2 separate regions of the Sus scrofa genome follow, and region 1 is linked to region 2. A link is a contact called in public Hi-C data. All regions are on one chromosome and are shown on one strand. Each heading gives the region's core, a stretch centred on a gene start, on an enhancer-like site or on the middle of the called end of the contact. The rest is flanking DNA. Distances are from core to core; before and after follow the strand shown.

The links. Hi-C and Micro-C count contacts between places; a contact is called where the count stands out from the background.
Region 1: a Hi-C map of liver shows a contact between it and region 2, with 1.7 times the contacts expected there. The contact joins the enhancer-like site here to the promoter of LOC100153915 in region 2. A contact is called at or near these places in 1 of 5 promoter capture datasets (liver), 5 of 47 Hi-C or Micro-C datasets (liver and skeletal muscle) and 1 of 2 datasets of contacts at active chromatin or transcription factors (skeletal muscle).

What each region holds. Positions count from the first base shown.
Region 1 is chr4:51,397,060-51,400,097 of Sscrofa11.1, forward strand. No RefSeq gene overlaps it. Among named protein-coding and RNA genes, the nearest start is that of C4H8orf59, 71 kb to the right of the region's middle. Within about 2 kb of position 1,427, at least 6 of the 83 cell types and tissues checked have an H3K27ac peak or open chromatin away from gene starts, as enhancers often do. A contact at or near this core is called in liver, where this site is marked.
Region 2 is chr4:51,341,485-51,344,849 of Sscrofa11.1, forward strand. LOC100153915 (carbonic anhydrase 1) reads left to right here and starts at 2,064. Exons shown (of 7, transcript XM_001924183.4): 1 at 2,064-2,219; 2 at 2,701-2,898. The coding sequence starts at 2,183.

The DNA of each region.
Region 1 (3,038 bases), core at 177-2,676, 55 kb after region 2:
AAAAGGAATCTGGAACTACTAGATTGTTCTTCCATCGCCCTGGCTGACAGATGGTGTTCATTCCAACACTAAGATTTCTTGAGTTTCTCTGTGATAATTCCTTTAAGCTCTTCTTGTCTAAGATGCACAGCAAACTCACTATGTCAATATTATGCTCATTTTGTGTGGATTAGCAAGAGACCTGAGATTAGCAAGAGCCAAGGCTCACAAGTCTTTGCACTTACTCCTCCTTCCTGCTGATGAGAAAGAGTACTCCTCTGTGACCACTATCCTTAACCTCAGATCTGAAAATGTGCAGAATGAAGTATTCAGATTGGCCCCGGATGATTCAATATGGGAGGGGAGGGCCAGAAACCCTGAAGATTTTCCAAAAGCCTTTACCTTTCCTAGAAAAGCTAAAGAAAAAAAAAAATCCACTTTTCTCTTAGATGAGAAAGCAAGAACCTGATTTCTCTAGAAAAATCCTAATTATGCTCCCTTAATTTTTGGTGAACACTTTTGTGAATTTTTTGGGTTCTGAATTCCCCTAATTGGAAGAATGGCCCCAGAGGAGAGGAGGCATGTGTGTGGTAGATGGATCTACAGGGGATCTGAGGGAAGAAAGCTAAGTGAGCAAGGAGTTAGTGCCTTTAATGAAGTCTTTGAGCCTCAAAGGCAGGAATGAGGTCTTGATTCAACAGAGAATGAGGACTGAAGAAAGAATGGTCTCTAGAGTTCCGGTTGTGGCTCAACAGTAACAAACCCGACTAGTATTCATGAGATTGCAGATTTGATCCCTGGCCTCGCTCAGCGGATCAAGGATCTGGCATTGTGGTGAGCTATGGTGTAGGTCACAGACATGGCTCAGATCCTGAATTGCTGTGGCTGTGGACTAAGGCCAGTGGCTGCAGTTCTGATTCTACCCCTAGCCTGGGAACTTCCATATGCTGCGGGAAAGGACCCAAAAAAAAGAAAGTGATCTAACTCTACCAAGAGGGAGATGGTGCCAAAGAAAAGGACCATGTGTACAAACACAGATACCTCTAGAAAACTTTTCTTTTTTTTACACATCAGTGACAATGCTGGATCCTTAATCACTAGGCCACCAGGGAACTCTGAGAAAAAAGATTTTAATAAGTAATTCTGATACCTGCTAACAGACCCTGAGCACTGCTGTAAGACCCTTCCCCCCGCCCCCACCACCCCCGGCCCACATCTAGTCCATCCCTTTTGCATAGAAGGAGAACAACTCACAGCTAAGACTCTGCCATTGATAGGAAACACTGGAAAGGACGACCTTTATAGAAGCACCAGTTAAGAGCCACCCAGCATGAAAGCAGCACTGACTCCAGGAAATTAACAGACAAACTTGCTTCAACCTGAGGCCGCTCCCTCTGATTGTGTGCTTAGCAGAGGCAGAACACAGAGGGTAAATATATCAAAGGTTTTCTGTTAATGAGTACTTCCCCAGCTTTCTCTCCCTTGGCAGGGGCAGAGGAATAGCCCAGTGGAATCGGTATGGTGCCCAGAGGATTAAGAGCTACCAAGAGCTGGTGGCAGGGATGCACCCTGAGGGAATGGTAGCCCGGAGATGCACCTGCAGGAGAAGGGAGAAAGGAGTTAAGAACAAAAGAGAAAAAAAGAGAGAGAGAGAGAGAAGGAATTCCAGGACCCCACGTATGGGCAGACTTATTCATGACACAAATGCGACGCTCTCTGTTTCATACTAAAAAGTAAAGCCAAGGGAGTCTTTGGAAGGGACTGGAATCCAGCACTAGCAGGTCGAAGTCGGTTCTGTGTTAAAGGCCCATGGTATGCAATCTCCTGGTGGCCTGCCTACTTCCAGAGGGAATCAGCTTTTCTTCTCCAACAGCACCACCTGGGGGTTAACAATAGGAACAGATCAGGGCTGCCCTATAACTTCCTCATTTTTCATCCTTTAAAGAGATCATGCCCACGTCAATTTTTTTTCCTAAAGTTTTGGGGGGTTTGTTTGTTCGTTTGTTCTTCCATTTTTAGCTGCCCCTGTGGTATGTGGAAGTTCCCAGGCCAGAGATAAAATATGAGCCAGAACTGCTGAACTACACTGCAGCTGCAGCAATGCTGGATCCTTAAACCCCTGCTCTGGGCCAGGTATTGAACCAGCCCCTCCACAGAGACAATCTGGATTACTGACCCACTGTGCCACAGTGGGAACTCTCCTGAAGTTTTATTTTTTAATTCCTGTTAAAATATGCCTTTTCTTTCACCACATATTCTCCCTTTCAAATGCTGACTATTTACTGCAAGAACCTCTTTCTCCTTCTCCCCATCCTCTCCTGTGCTTCCTTTCTCTTAGTGCTTCTCTCACACCAGCAGTGTTGTTTTGGAAGATCTGGTGTCCAGAGCAGAAAGACTGCCTCAGTTTGAAAATATGGCATCCATTAAACTCTGAGGGAGGGACTGCAAGTGAATCAACTAGACAGTAAGATTTATACTCTTGCACATGGCATGAAAACTTGAAGAAGCCTTTCAAAGCACCAAAGCATGATTGTAAATAAGTTGTGAACATATATGTATATGCATTATTGTACTAACTCACATCTTCGGCTGCAAAAATCTTGTCAAAGTTTTTTTAAGGAGCACTGCACACTCTATATGATGCCAAGCTGACATATAAGTCTACACTCAGAGAGTTCTCGTTGTAGTTCAGTGGGTTAAGAACCTGATATAGTGTCTATGAGGTTGCAGGTTGGATCCCTGGCCTTGTTCAGTGGGTTAAGGATCTAGTGTTGCTGTGGCTGTGGCACAGGCTCAGCTGCAGCTCCAATTCAACCCTAGATTGGGAACTTTCATATGCCGTAGGTGTGGTCATGAAAAAAAAGAAAAAGAAAAAAAATAGCCTACACCCAGTCTTCTTCAGCAGCACAAAACTACTCCAGAAAAGTAAAGATTATACTGTGGGAGTTCCCATCGTGGCTCAACAGAAACGAATCTGAGTAGGCTCCATGAGGACACAGGTTCGATCCCTGGCCTTGCTCAGTGGGTTAAGGATACGGCATTGCTGTGAGCTGCGGTGT
Region 2 (3,365 bases), core at 814-3,313:
ACTAATCCAACACTCCAGAAAACAGAATCAGGTAGAGGTTAATGGGCATTTGATGACAGTAGGTTAAGAAAGAGTAGAAACTTTGGAGTTAGACAGACCTAATTTTAAACCCTACTCTTATAAGATGTGAGTAGCCACTTATAAGCCTTTTATAACCCTGAGGAGTTTTTGATTCTTCTTATGCAGAATACAAATTTTAATGCCTAATTTGGTTATTGTGAGAATTAAATGAATTAGTGCACATGAACTTTTTAGCATAGCATTTGAGACATATTGGACCCTCAATAAATAGTACATTTAAAATAAGTTCCCTTTTGAAAAGATTGAAAATCAAAATAATCAAAATGGTACAGCATTTGCACTATTTGATAGACTTATAGACAATTTAAATTTCCTTGCTGATATTATACCATAGTTTTTGTGTATAGTAAGCACATTACTTTTATAATCAGAAAAATAAAAAATAAAAAAATAAAGAAGTTCCCATTTAAGTAACAGTTACTTCAGCCTCTTAAATCAGGGAATGGAAGCTTGGGCCTCTTCCCAATCTGTTCATGAGCCATAGTCCATTCTGAATCTGAGCCTGTTGGCTATCATTAGCCAAAAGGGACAAACAGTGTGTCTCCATTCAGCCTTGCCAAAAAGTGTGCCAGATCCCCTTCCTTTAGAAAGCCCAGGAGCTCAGACAATTCCAGAGTGCGAAAGGAGGTATGACTCCCAGGGTATTGAAAAGTGTTACATGGAAGCTTATTTTTTCTGATTGTTTTTCTCTGAACATATTTAGAACTTTGCACAGGTGGACCTAGCCAAGCTCTGACACACATGAGTTGGTTTTTTTCTACCTCCTTGAAAAGTCCTATGGATCTTCTCAGCACCCGACAGGTGGGAAGTCTAGTGTTTAATTGGACTTAAAAGAATTATGGGCATAGAGTAAGAACTAGAAGATCATCTACCTCATAGCTCACCCAGTGTGGCATTCAGAAGAAAACAAGAGGACTTAGAGGCTCAAGTCTGGGATTCTTGGCTCTTGCCAGTTGTGATGAAATCTCTCAACTACAAAATGATAATTCTCACTAGACAGGACTTACGTGTGTGGTGGTGGTAATATAAAATAATTTGAAAGTTCTCTATAAGTTGTATAGATATACAAAAGAAAGTCTTCTGTTTCAGTAGACCTATATTTGATGCGTAAAGTAAATATTGGGTCATATTCAATTTAAATATTAATAAATCCTCCGCTTATGAATTCCAATATTGCTCTAAAACGAAGGACTATCAAGTACAATTAAAAAAATTAAAAAAGAAAAACACTAAAAAAAGATTTTTTTTTTGTCTTTTTAGGGCCACACCCACAGCATATGGAGGTTCCCAGGCCAGGGGTCAAATCAGAGCTACAGCTGTGGGCCTACACTACAGCCACAGCAACGCAGGATCCAAACTGTATCTGGTAGCTACATGACAGCTCACAGCAATGCCATATCCTTAACCCACTGAGTGAGGTCAGGGATCGAACCTGCATCCTCATTGGATACTAGTCAGATTTGTTTCCACTGAGCAGCGACGGGAATGCCCTATAAAAAATTTGTTTAAATAAAGGAATTTATTCTCATCTGTGCATTTTTTGAGATGTACCATTGTGAATAATATATATTACAAAAGATTGTTTATTCTGTAATCTGATTTTAAGTAACATGACCAGTTCCAATCAGTTTGTAAACATGCAAATTATTCTCTTTATTAATTACTGTTTAATATTAAATTATTGCTAGTATTACTTAAGTATTCATCAAGAGTAAAGTTGTAAATCTCAAGTGCACAAAGGCAATTAAACTAAGAAATCCCAAAAATCATATATGGTAATACTCAGCCATATCTTTTACTAACATGAAAAAAACAGGGCTTGGTTTTATGAAACCTAAGATTTTGATATTTCTCTTTCACAATACAAGAAATAAAACAATTGAAGCTGACCTTACCTTGTGGGCTTTTTTAGTAACGCCTGTTTTTTACTGTATATACTTCCTGATAGGTAGAGATGATGAAATAGTGGCCTATTAAGTGAAGGGATATTTCTATAAAAACCCCAAGTGGTGGTTTCCATTGTCAACTGCCTGTTCAGTTGCAGTTAGTTATTTCAAGTATTATCTTTGTTTTCAGAACAAAGAAAACTACATAGAAGATCATGACAAGTCCTGCCTGGGGTTATGATGGTGAATATGGTAAGAGTTCTTCTGTTCATGTAGATCAAATAATAGCTTATTCTCTTTTCTAGTAAAAGAGGTGTTGAGCACTTAAAATAACTATATAGTCATAGATTAATGGTTTGAACTGTCTGACTTTGAATTATAGTAACTTTGAATGTATTCCTACCAGTTGTCCTTTGGATACAAAATATATTCTCTATCTCCCTTTCAGTCTCTCTCTGCAGAAGTACATATTATAAATCTATAATATATAGCTTATATAGTCATCTGACCCCATAGACTATGAGTATGTTACTGGTGTGGACAAAAGCATTATTTTATAGCATATCACAGAAAACAAACATTGAATTTGCAAACATTGAATTTCCATTAAGTTAAACAGATTATCCTTTAAGATACCTAAATAAATCCTAGTCTAATAAACAAAGTTATACTCCTAAAACTTGGAATCAAGCATTTGATCAAGTTTTGATCATAGGTCTGTTTGTCCTGGTAGGTCCTGAACATTGGAGCAAGGTGTACCCCATTGCAAATGGAAACAACCAGTCTCCTATAGACATTAAAACCAGTGAAACCAAACATGACACCTCTCTCAAACCTATCAGCGTCTCCTACAATCCAGCCACAGCCAAAGAAATCATCAACGTGGGACATTCCTTCCATGTCAACTTTGAGGACAATGATAACCGATCAGGTGAGCCAAAAGACCTTTATGATTTTTTTCTTTAACTTTCCTGGAGAAACTAAAACAATAGGGCTTTAAGAAACACAAATGCCTATCCTCAGTCTTATGTACACATGTGTAGCATTGCTGTAATCTGGCCATGCATTTTGAACTTCTAGAAAATTTCCAAGGAGTAAAGATGATTTGGGGGACTCCCAGCTCTGTTTTTTTTCCATCCTCTTCTCAGTGACACTATCCCATCTATTCTGGTTTCTGATATCTTTATGTTCATTTCACACTCTCTGAATAAACAGTATCTTTTGAAAATCTATGAAATATCTTGCATATAAAAACTGAAAAGGCAAATATTTTCTAATTGAGATGAGGGTGGAGGAGCACAGTAGGGAAAAAAAAAAGGTGAAAAATATATTTATTTTTGTGGCCAGAAAATGGCTCTGTAACTGTCAAGTGCTTGGGTACCAATAAGAAAATTTTCT